Linked DNA regions of Sus scrofa: regions 1, 2 and 3 are each linked to region 4. Evidence: chromatin contacts called from public Hi-C and promoter capture Hi-C data. All regions are on one chromosome and are shown on one strand. Each heading gives the region's core, a stretch centred on a gene start, on an enhancer-like site or on the middle of the called end of the contact. The rest is flanking DNA. Distances are from core to core; before and after follow the strand shown.

Region 1 (2,793 bases), core at 122-2,621, 180 kb before region 4:
CATGTACTTAACTCCCAAGTCCTGTCAGTTCTGCTTCCATGAGTCCTCCCCTCTCATTTCATCTTTCTTCTTTTTTTGGGCCATGTCCATGGCATTAAGAAGTTCTCAGGCCAGGGATCCAGCCAGTGTCATGGCAGCAACTTGAGCCACAGTAGTGGCAACACCAGATCCTTAACCTGCTGAACCACTAAGGAACTCCTAACTTCTCTATTCTTATTTCTGGTCCATGAAAACCAAGCCCATCTCACAGCTAGTAGATGTCTCTGCCTCGAACAGGTCTCTTTCCCATTGCCCAACCTGCAGAGACTATCACTTTCATCTACTTCAAACACAAGTTTAATTATGTCTTTTTCTCGCTTAACAATATCCAATTATTTCCTATTTCCTCATGAAATAAAAAATTCCTTGCCATCAAAGGTTCTCCTTGGTTTGGATCTAATATATTTCCTCTCATCTTTTTACCTCTCCTTTTGGTCCTTTCCCCCAGACTCTGGTCAAACTGAATCTGTTACTGTTTTTATTCTATTACAGATCATTTCCCTTGGCTGATCTTCGTCCTTTGACCTTAAGTGTTCTTGGCTTAACCCAAAGTTTCAGTTTAGCTCAGCCTTTTCATGGTGGGAACTGAATAAATACTTGCGGCATTAACTGTTTTTTGAATTAAGGGCAAGTCCTGAATTGCGTATGATCCTTTGGTCAATTTGCTTTGCTTTTATGTGATAGTGGACGTCATTGGAGCTCCCAGGGTTTCCTCTATTCGAGGTGAATCATTCTAACCAATGAATGTTAAATGCAGAGCTCCCATTGTGGCTCAGCAGGTTAAGAACACAACAGTGTCCCAGGGATGCGGATTCAATCCCTGGCTTCACTCAGTGGGTTAAGTATCTGGCATTGCCGCATGCTGTGGAGGAGGTCACAGATGAGGCTTGGATCTGGCATTGCCACGGCTGTGGCATAGGCCTGCAGCTGTAGCTCCAATTTGACCCCTAAACTGGGAGCTTCCATATACCACAGGTGTGGCTTGAAAAAGGGAAAAAAAAAAAGAATGTTAAATGCCATTCACATCAAAGCAATAAGGTCCTCTCTTTCACCCTGTCCAGTGTAAGGCCATGCACCTGTCTGTGAAAAGGTTCTTTTTACTTCTATTTTGGTTTTCAACTTACTTAATCTTTCCATTTTGGAGCTTATGTGTCTTTTCTTTTAGATGAGTTTTTACTTGGAAAGAACTTCAGATTCAAACTGGCAGTAAGATTCTTGCCCTGCTATTCTCAGTTTTGACTCCAGGAGGTCTTGAGTGGACCCTAACATTTCCTGTTAGGATCAGGAATGGAGAAAAGTTGGAGAGGGGATACAGAGGTCAAAGAGTTCCAGGAACTGAAGTGTAGAAAAGCTGATATCCCCAAGAAGGATAAACAGGAAGAACACATCACCACAGTAACCAGAAGAGGTGAATGAATATACTTGTGTGCTCTATGGCCTACAGTTGTATTTTATTTCTGTAGCATGAAAAGAACTGACTTTAAAAGTCTCTCTTTTATACTTTTTGCCTGAGAAAATAATATGAGGTTTCTGAGCTAGCTGGCGAAACAACTGAAATACAGTCTTTCTCAGCTTTCATTTTACCGCAAAGGAACTGGAAAATCCCCATATGCCGACTGTGTGACAGGAAATGGGACTGAAGTCTTGACTTCTGATTTTTTTCCTTAGTACTTTCTTAAAAGTACTGATACAATATTGCATCTTCCAGCTTTGCCCCTCCTAACATTGTCTTATAAGGTAACAGCCCATATAAAGCTGCATGAGGAGCATGTATGCTTCCAGCAAGTAAATCTTTTGTCAAATGATTCAAAAGCAATGGAACTCTTCAGCTAGAGTTCCAAAATGCTAAGCAATATTTTGACTTTTTCTGCAAGTAGCTGAGCTGCAAGCATTCCAGGTTGATATTAGTTTAACACACAGAATGATGTTTAAGACTATTTATGAGGTATGTTATATGCCGCTTCTGTTCAGTTTAGTCAATAGATTTGTACCAATCATGGCCATGTGGACCTACAATTCTGTCAGGAAGAGTTTTTCTTTAACTTTTTGTAAAGACTGAAAAAGGATTCCATGAGAATAACTCTGTTCACACTGTAGATGATAGTTGCATTCAATTTTTAACAGAGATTGTGCTATAAATATTATCAGCTATTCAGTTCCTTTCCGATGGTAATTCTTCATTTCTCAGGAACTGGAGAAAACTCTTGCGCAAACATACTAGGCATCTCTGCTTGCATCTGTGAATAAAAAAATAGTGTCTGCCGAATCAGTAAACAAAGGATGTCACAGCCATTAAGCCATCACATTACAGCCCCCCTCTGCCCCCAGACAGGGCGCCCTGAGGAAACAGGATGAGAAAACACAGGATTCTGGTCCCAGAGAGCAGAGGTGCACATCAAAGGAATGATTTCAGTGAGTCCAGACTCTTGAATCTCCCCATACATAGAAAAGCATTAAATTCCTTAACCTGAGATAATCCGATGTTCTTTAATTAACAGTAATCTTTTGATGTTCCGACTACCTGGTCTTCTTTGCAAAAACTCCTATATTTCCTGCCTCCCCGCTCCACCTCTTGCCTCTTTAGAGCAGTCTCTCAGACCAATCTGAGAGTTTTGTCTCCTGGCTGGAAACCCTTAGAAAGTCCACTAAATAAAATATAATTCTTAGCTTTTAGGTTGTGTTTTTTTTTTTTTTCCAGTCAATACATACTAGCATGTAAGACTTTCTCATAAGTCTGGAAGCTTAGGAATGGGC
Region 2 (2,700 bases), core at 182-2,681, 240 kb before region 4:
GAGGGTTATCTTCTGTGCTCTGGCTCCTGTTTACCTTGCACCACCCAGTACTATCTTTGGATTAAAACATTAAGAAAATTAGTAAACTTAAACTTTTTTGGTATCTCCTTTGGAAACAAAATCGGTTAAATGAAAACCATTTATCCATATGTTAATAAGGGTAATGAATATACTCCAAAACCAGCCATCTCTTTAAAAAAACCCAAGCCCAAATATCAAAAGGTGAAAATAATTTACTTTCCACTGTAACAAATTCAATCATAATTAGGCTGAAATTACCATGTGTAAATTCATTCTTGGCACAGAATTCTCTCTCTCTTCTTTTATGAATGACATCAGCTTGTAACTCCTGACCAATATGGCATATGGCCATTCCTCTAAATGATGCACAATTAAAACTGTCCTTAGGGCAAACGAGGCTCCAAAGGTATAATGAAACCATTTATAAGCATTTCATCCAACAGTCCAGGGGTGCGCTTTCCCACTGTCTCTCACATAGGTACAAATGTAGGGAGCGTTCTAGATAGTGCTGACTCACAGGCAGATAGCTTTTTCCCAAAGGTCAGGAAAGGATCGCCAAGCTAAGCTGGAAATTGGAAAAGCCTTAACACCCCACTCCATTCATGAACCTGATGCTTCCTCAATCGATCAGCACCAAGTGGGTATCAGGAGCTGAGCAACAGGGGAAAGCCAATGGCCTCTGTTTAAAGGAGTTCACAAATTATCGTAGACGTTTCAGAAGGGTGGCCTCCTTTCCTTTACCCAATGAGGTCAAATCGGGCGGCGCAAACGGTTGAGTAGGGGAAATCTCCTCATTTACGGATGTTATTCTCAAGGGCGGGGACAGGAACTGTCTCAAGTTCACGGCTATTAGCGGCCAAGGAACAAGGAAGAAGCTGGAGCCCTTCCTCCCTGGGCTGTCAGCCTGGGCCCGGACACCCCGAATCTTGCACAACCCTTCCATGGGCCACAGCCCCACGAGCCACTGCCCCGCCAGCGGCCCGGCTCCCCCTCGCGACCCCCTCCCAGGCCGCACCGCCCACTTTCGCACATGCGCACCTCTGGAAGACCCCCGAATCCAGGGCCGCACGCAGGACCCAGCCAATGAGTGGGACCCCCGCCAGGTGCTTAATGTTCTTCAGGGGGATGCCCTTGCTGCCGCCCCGGGCCAGGATCAGGGCCGCCAGGTGCGGGGGCTTCTCTACCCCTCGGCCCTGGCCGCCGCGGGAGTTGCGTTGCAGCTTCGGCGGCCGGCCCCGGGAGGGCCGCCCCCGTGGGTTGGAGACAGAGGTGGCGGCCCCCTTCTCCACTGAGTCCATCTTCCTCCCACGCCTTCTCCCCAGCTTCTCCACATCCGGGAGCTCGTCTCGCCGCCTCAGCTCGGCGCCGCCCGATCTCCCCGCCCGGCCACCCGCGGGGGTGGGGTGGGGTGGGAGTGGTTGTTCCCGGCCCCACCCACCGCCACGTCCTTCACCCTTGTGGGGCATGCTGGGGATTGTAGTCCGCGGGTAGTTCGTGGGGTCCTGGAGACACTTTAGGCTCTGCCTGGGGTCCACCAGGGCGACCGCAAACCCAAGTCAGGCAGTGACAGGCAGTCACAACCGGGAGGCACTGCATCTTCTGGGGGGCTTGATATTGTATGGAGATTTCTAAAATAGTGCATCTAGATGACCGATCTTTTGCTAAAGAGCGTCCCCATTTAGGAATTGTAGTAAGTTTCCCCCTGCAGGGCCTGATGAACCCTAACACAAATCAATTTATACTTTAAAATTTATATTTGAAGTGTACCTCTTTCTGCAGTGCCCCTGACTCGTTGTTTGCAAGAGATTACCTCATTGTCCTCCAGTCACCTTAAATTCAATATTTTAAAAACAACTCTCCATGTGTCCTCAAACTGCTTCTACCTCTGCATTTTCTGTCTTTTTTTTTAAATTGAGGCATAATTGGCATATAACATATTAGTTGCAGGTGTACAATGCAATGATTTGATATTTGTATGTATTGCAAAATGATCACTGCAATAGGTCTAGTTAACATTTCTGTGAACATTTCCATCGACATTTTCTATCAACAGTATCTCCCCATCTAAGTGGAAAAAACTAGGAAGCTGACCTTAACTATTCCCTTCTAATGTAGTAGACAACTATTGTTGTTTGTTTTTGTTTTTGGACTCCCAGAAATATTTTCCTTTCAGGAATTTTTACCTCTTTGACCTGGTGGGTGTTTCAAATCCTCAGCGTTGTAGTAGTGGGTGTGGGACCCAAGTTGGTCAGTCTCATCTTCCTGGACACAGTTGTGGTCGAGGGACAGGCCTATGACCAAGCAGAGCCCACAATCTGGGAAGGAAAGATTTTTTTTTCTTGCTGAATTTTTGGGTGCTCAGAACCCTGTAAACCTGAAAACTCAGGGCAGGATGAGGAAAGGCTGGTGGTGGGGGTTTTGTTCTGAAATTGGCTGGGAGACTGATGTTCACACAAAAGAAATTAGGGACAAGAGATGAAGGGAGAAGAGAGAAGGAGTCCTATGACATCATTTCAAGCTCTTGATCCCGCTGAAAATTTCAAAGGTGTGCATGGGCGCGTGCGCACACGCACACACACACACACACACACACACACACACACCTCTTTTGTAATAGTTCTTTTAGGAAGGCATCTCCTACTTAATATGCATTTTATCTTTCACTACTTTTGCAAGCCT
Region 3 (2,700 bases), core at 66-2,565, 160 kb before region 4:
TACTCCACAGCTCACGGCAACGCCAGATCCTTAACCCACTGAGCAAGGCCAGGGATGGAACACACAACCTCATGGTTCCTAGTCAGATTCGTTAACCTCTGAGCCACAACGGGAACTCCTTAATGCAAACTTTTTAGAAAGGTAATTTTGCATTCTATATCCACAGCCTTAAAAGCATTTATTACTTTTTAAATTCTTTTATTAAAATATAGTTGATTTACAACATTGTGCCAATTTCTGCTCTACAGCAAGCATTTATTACTTTTGATCATGTAATTACTTTTCAAGGAATATATCTTAAAGAAATTATTTGCTACCAAAAAACCCCTGTTTATAAAAAAGTTCATCATAGGATTAAATATGGTAGTGAAAATTTGGCAATTCTGTCCAACAATAAGAAAAATGGACTTAAAATCAAGATACAGCCACACAGTGAAATGTTATGCAGCCATTCAAATAATTTCTATAAAGATTTCAAAATACAACCAGAAAATAATTGTTTTGAAAGATACCATGAGGAGACAAGTTATTTTGAGGTTGCCAACAATATAAAATGTTCATAGGTATTCCTTGATAGCCTACCGCTCAAGGACTCCCAACTGCCATTGCTGTGGCTTGGGTTACAAATGTGGCAGGGGTGTGATCCCTAGCCAGGGCACTTACCTACGCAGCAGTCCCAGACCACCGCCCCCCCCCCAACAAATGCATGGAAAAAATGATGAAAATAGCACGTACGCTTATTAGCTTTTACTGACAGGGCAGGCACTGTCTCAGCACTTTAAAGGGATTATCTCCTTCACTCTCACATCAAGCCTATGAAGCAGTTTTTTTTTAATTTGTCCTGTTGAATATGCGAGGAAACTGATACACAGAGGGGTTAAACAAGTTGTCCAAAGTCTCTGAGCTAACCAACTAATTGGGTAACAAGATTTGACAGCAGGCTAGCTTCCTTGAGTCCATGCTTTTTATCATTACCGTTTGTTTTTGTTAAAATGTAACAAAATGTTTTCAGTAGTTTTAGAAGTTTGAGGGCTCATATACTTTTCCATACTTTCAAAGTTTGACTTAAAAAGAATGTTTTAAGGCATGACATTTAAGCATAACAAATGAGCTTAACGGTAGGAATATACATCTTTTTAAAGTCCCAAAGTCAACTTGGTTTTGTGTGGGCACACTCAGGGTCTATATCTGGGCATTATCTGCACCCTTCATTTCCAGTTCTCTCTGCCCAGAAGCGCTGGGAGCCTCTGGTCCCGCTTCTGGCTAGTTCGCCGGGTCCCTAGGGTTCTGGCCACGGTCCTGGTATCCGCGTTCTACAAGCGTGCTTTCTCCCTGCGCCCGCGTCGCGGCAAACAGTCCAGGGTGCAGTAGCAGAGTTTTCAAAGTCCGCGGGCCGGGAGACTCAGGGACCCTCCCGGGTGCCGCCCCACGAGGCCCCGCAGACTCCTAGCGGCCGTGGCTTCCAGCTTCAATGAGGCCGGGCCTCACCCAGGAACGCAGCGACCTTCCCAGCCGGAGATGCCTGCGGGGGGCGGCTCTGCCCCAGAGTCGGAGCGGCCGCTGGGGCTTGGGGTTCAGCTCCCGGGACAACGTCCAGCTGCCCGCGGCCCTAGAGCGGTGCCCCTCGGGGGTCGCGCACCGAGCCTTCGGAGGCACCAGCCAGCCGGGCCGACCATCCTTTATCAGATCAGGACAGTTGACGAAAACAATGGTTATTTCAAGCTGACTGAGCGCTGACCCCCGATAAAAACGAATGTTGATTACAGAGGGTTGCCTGGGACAAAATTTATGGCATGCGTCCTGAGGGGGAGTTCTTGTGGGGTGAGTGTATTTTAAACATGTTATCTCCTTGAGAATGTCTGCACTCTCTGGTCGGGAGCTAAGAGTGGGAAAACTGTTTATAAACCGTGGAAGTCGAAGCCCCACTTTCGGGGACGAAGATTAAGGCTCGCTCTTCCGTAGCGCGGCAACTGGTCCAGACGAGTCACCAAGTTTCCCGGGGCGCTGGGGCCCCAGCTTGAGCCTGCCTTACTCCTGCGAGACATTGGCACGCACGAATACAGCCAGGCAGCCGGTTCCTCTGCCTGGAATGAAGCCTTTATTTCCCAGGTCCGCAATGGGGGACAGTGATGAAACCCTCAAATCTGCTTCCTTATCTGGTTAATAAAAAGGCGCACACAGAGCCTGGGGGAACGATTACAAGTGCAAGTGACCTTGCGTGTTTTAACTTTGGAAAAGCCGACTCCAGTGATAACGGAATTGTAGATTGTAAATTTCAATGTCTAATGAATTGTGGGGACGAACGTTATTTTGTAAAATCCTAGTCTGCGCGTCCCAAATTTGCAGCTCCGGTGCCGAAAGCTGGGCCGAGCGGGGGTGGGGAGGGTCTCCAGTACGAGGCGCGGCGCTCGGGGCTTCTGCCCAGTTTCCTGCGTCTGAGTCGCAGTGTCCGCCCCAGCCCATAGCAGTCTGTGCTATTGAGAAACTCGATAGGAGGCAGCAGCTGATCCCCCACCACCCTAAAAATAATCCGCTCGGCGCCCTGATTGCTTCGGCCAGGGAAGGAAAACTTTGCCTTCGGAGTAAGTGAGTTCGTGTCTTTTACATATATATCATTTCAGAATTTTAAGAATAACTCTTAAACTGTCGATTTTGATCTAACATTTCGGCAACCAAAAGGCGCCCGCGCACTCTCGCAGC
Region 4 (2,714 bases), core at 189-2,688:
TTGGTTTGTTACTAAAACATGGCCCACTCTTGTCAATTCTTGGTCACTTTGTTCATGACCTTTCTTCTCAGTGAAATGTCTTTCCTCAGCTTTTCTGCAAATGCAAATACATTGGTCTTTCAAAGACTAGATCAGATGCCAAAAAATCCACAATGCTTTCTTTCCTTAGTTTTCTCGTCTTAATATCTCTTATTTGAATTTCCAGGGCACTTTAGTTATATTTCTGTTCTTATTTTAATCACATCAGTGCTTGTACTAGAGTTTATTATCAAAGTCATGTCTCATACTACAATTGTCTACCTCTTAAGAACAGCAACTGTGATATATACACACACACGTATATATGTATATTCCTTCCCTTATGAAGTGTTCAACAAATGTTTCCCCCAGCTAAAATAACAGGGAATAAACTGTACACCAAACAATTGTAAAGCAGAATAACGAGGGGATTAACTGTACAATTTGATCCCCACACACTTGTGGTAAAACAACTACATAAATTACTGTAAAAGTTCAAAAATTCACGACAGTAGAGGGAACAGCTACCACTATCTGACTAGGATCTCAGGCTTGAAGGGGTTAAGCAGATCTATCCACAAAGGGAAAAAATGGTTCTTCATTTGCCTTCATTAAAGACTAATTTTAGGTCTCTTAGTAATTAAATGAACACATTGTTTATGCTCCATACACTTTCTGCCCTGAGTCTTGGAAAATACATGAAATTTCCAAGAATTAAAGTTTCCATTAACACAAGAGCCAAATCAGGAGGCTTGACCTGTGGGAGTAAGCACATTTGTCTTTGCTGGCTCCTTTTCAAAATGTTATAGAAAGATATTTACTGTATAAGCTTTCTTGTGCGCAATTGCTCTGTTTTATCATTCAGGCCATCTAGACAAGATGGAGAAGCTGCAACATTTCAGAAAGCAACCAATTACTGAAGAACAACGGTTTGAGTTCTAAAGTGTTGACAGCAGTCCTGTTTAGGGTAAAAAAAATTTTATTGGAAGAAACTTTGAGTGTTTTTTCTTTCTTTCTTTTTCTTTTTTTGGTCCCTGAGAACTAGCTTCGGTTGATGAAGAAATATACGTAGGGGTTTTGGTTTTCAGAACATCTTTCACTTGTATCACCCCTACTAGACAGGAATTTAATGTAAATAAGTATGTGTGCGCACAGTCTGGACGTCTCAGAGACTATTTTCTGGTCTCTATATCTGGTTTTATTCAATCTTAAGTAGCACAGTTATCTACCCAGGTTTAAAAAAAAAAAAAAATCTCTTTACGTCAGTGAACTCAGAAAGTTCGTTCCCCTGAGCAGGGAGCCTTTTAAAGACGTGCATGTCACGCGGGCGGCAGGGGGTCTCAGCTACTGGGAAAAGGAGCTGGTCCTACAGGCCCCGCCCTCCCTCCGTCGCCCCTCCTCCTGGCTGGCTCCCTACCTCCCAGTACTCGCCTTCCCAGCCAATCCCTCCCGCCCCCATCTGGGCAATTTCGGAGGCCTCAGAGGTCTGGGGCGCGTCAAAGACCGAACTGGGAGGCTGACTTGTGGAGCATCACCCCCAGCTCCTCTCCCCCAGCCCCTCCTCCGCCACCGGCAGTGGCCGGGGAATAGAACCGAGCAGGGGGAGGGGAAGAGCTATACCCATCCCCCTTCCTCCAGCCCTCCCCGCGTTCAGATTCACTTGCACCTTTTATTATTTTAACTCTTCTCCCTAGGACACGCGGTCCCCGGAACTGTCCCTCCGGCAGTCGCGGCCCCTGCTCCCGCGCGCCGAGATGGGACATCGAGGGACCTGCCCGCGAGGCGTGTGCGGAGAGGTGCGGCCGCCGCGCCAGCTGTCCAGAGTCTGTAAGTTTCAACGCTCCTCCAGGGTAGGGGAGGGGGGTGCTGTCCGCGCCCCCACAAATGATTTAAAATGCAAAACACGGGAGAGGTTTAAGCGTCGGATGGATTTTTCGGGGCACATTCTTTAATTAACTCTATCCGCAGCCCGAAGGCTATCCGGGTTTTTCCTGCAGCTTGTATGTTTGATCCCTTCGTCGTAAAGTTTTCAAGTTATAGAGTTCCAGTGGAGAATTCTTTTTTCTTTTCCTCTTTCTTTCTTTCTTTCTTTCTTTCTTTCTTTCTTTCTTTCTCTCTCTCTTTCTTCCTTTCTTTCTTCCTTTCTTTCTTTCTTAAATGCAACTCACACTTCTTTCTTGTCTGAAATACTTTTTCGTGATTTTCAAGTTACATAGCACATAACTTATTATTTTGTCGAATTACACGAAACGTGTTATTTATACTGCTCAGGAGGCCACGGCCTTTTGCTCTGCCTATTTCTAAAAATATTGGAAAAAGAATTACCCCTCTTTACTTTCAGTATTGCTATATCATGTGAATACTTTAGTAAATAGATCAGATCCTGATACCCAGCTGGCCTTAATATTTCTCATAGACGCTGCGCGTTTGTATCCTTGCACTAATCAACAGACGTGGGTAACCTTAGAATTATCATTGAGCCTGCTGTTTACAGGACGGCTCCTGGTTTTGTTTAATTAAGGCTATGCCCTTATGTGTTCTAAGCGATAAGGAATATTAAAACAGTTCAGATTCATACCAATTAATTTCTCCGGGATCCCAGAACTTAAGCGTTATCTAGACTCGATGAGTAAGATCATGCATTTAGCTTTGCACGTCACCTCGAATGTATAGACGCACCCCTTAATGCAAGGACT

Evidence for each region. Promoter capture Hi-C pulls out the DNA fragments that hold promoters and counts their contacts. Hi-C and Micro-C count contacts between places; a contact is called where the count stands out from the background.
Region 1: a Hi-C map of liver shows a contact between it and region 4, with 4 times the contacts expected there. The contact joins the enhancer-like site here to the promoter of KCNJ8 in region 4. A contact is called at or near these places in 4 of 47 Hi-C or Micro-C datasets (alveolar macrophages, embryonic fibroblasts, liver and 1 more) and 1 of 2 datasets of contacts at active chromatin or transcription factors (skeletal muscle).
Region 2: a promoter capture Hi-C map of liver shows a contact between it and region 4, with 3 times the contacts expected there. The contact joins the promoter of CMAS here to the promoter of KCNJ8 in region 4. A contact is called at or near these places in 1 of 5 promoter capture datasets (liver) and 1 of 47 Hi-C or Micro-C datasets (epiblast stem cells).
Region 3: a promoter capture Hi-C map of liver shows a contact between it and region 4, with 5 times the contacts expected there. The contact joins the promoter of ABCC9 here to the promoter of KCNJ8 in region 4. A contact is called at or near these places in 1 of 5 promoter capture datasets (liver), 2 of 47 Hi-C or Micro-C datasets (fetal heart ventricle and heart right ventricle) and 1 of 2 datasets of contacts at active chromatin or transcription factors (skeletal muscle).

What each region holds. Positions count from the first base shown.
Region 1 is chr5:51,517,175-51,519,967 of Sscrofa11.1, forward strand. No RefSeq gene overlaps it. Among named protein-coding and RNA genes, the nearest start is that of ABCC9, 18 kb to the right of the region's middle. Within about 2 kb of position 1,372, at least 8 of the 83 cell types and tissues checked have an H3K27ac peak or open chromatin away from gene starts, as enhancers often do. A contact at or near this core is called in liver, where this site is marked.
Region 2 is chr5:51,457,100-51,459,799 of Sscrofa11.1, forward strand. It overlaps CMAS (N-acylneuraminate cytidylyltransferase), which reads right to left and starts at 1,432. Exons shown (of 8, transcript XM_003126433.5): 1 at 1,060-1,432. The coding sequence starts at 1,319.
Region 3 is chr5:51,535,216-51,537,915 of Sscrofa11.1, forward strand. It overlaps ABCC9 (ATP-binding cassette sub-family C member 9), which reads left to right and starts at 1,316. Exons shown (of 40, transcript XM_021092240.1): 1 at 1,316-2,582.
Region 4 is chr5:51,694,489-51,697,202 of Sscrofa11.1, forward strand. KCNJ8 (ATP-sensitive inward rectifier potassium channel 8) reads left to right here and starts at 1,439. Exons shown (of 3, transcript XM_003126434.6): 1 at 1,439-1,845.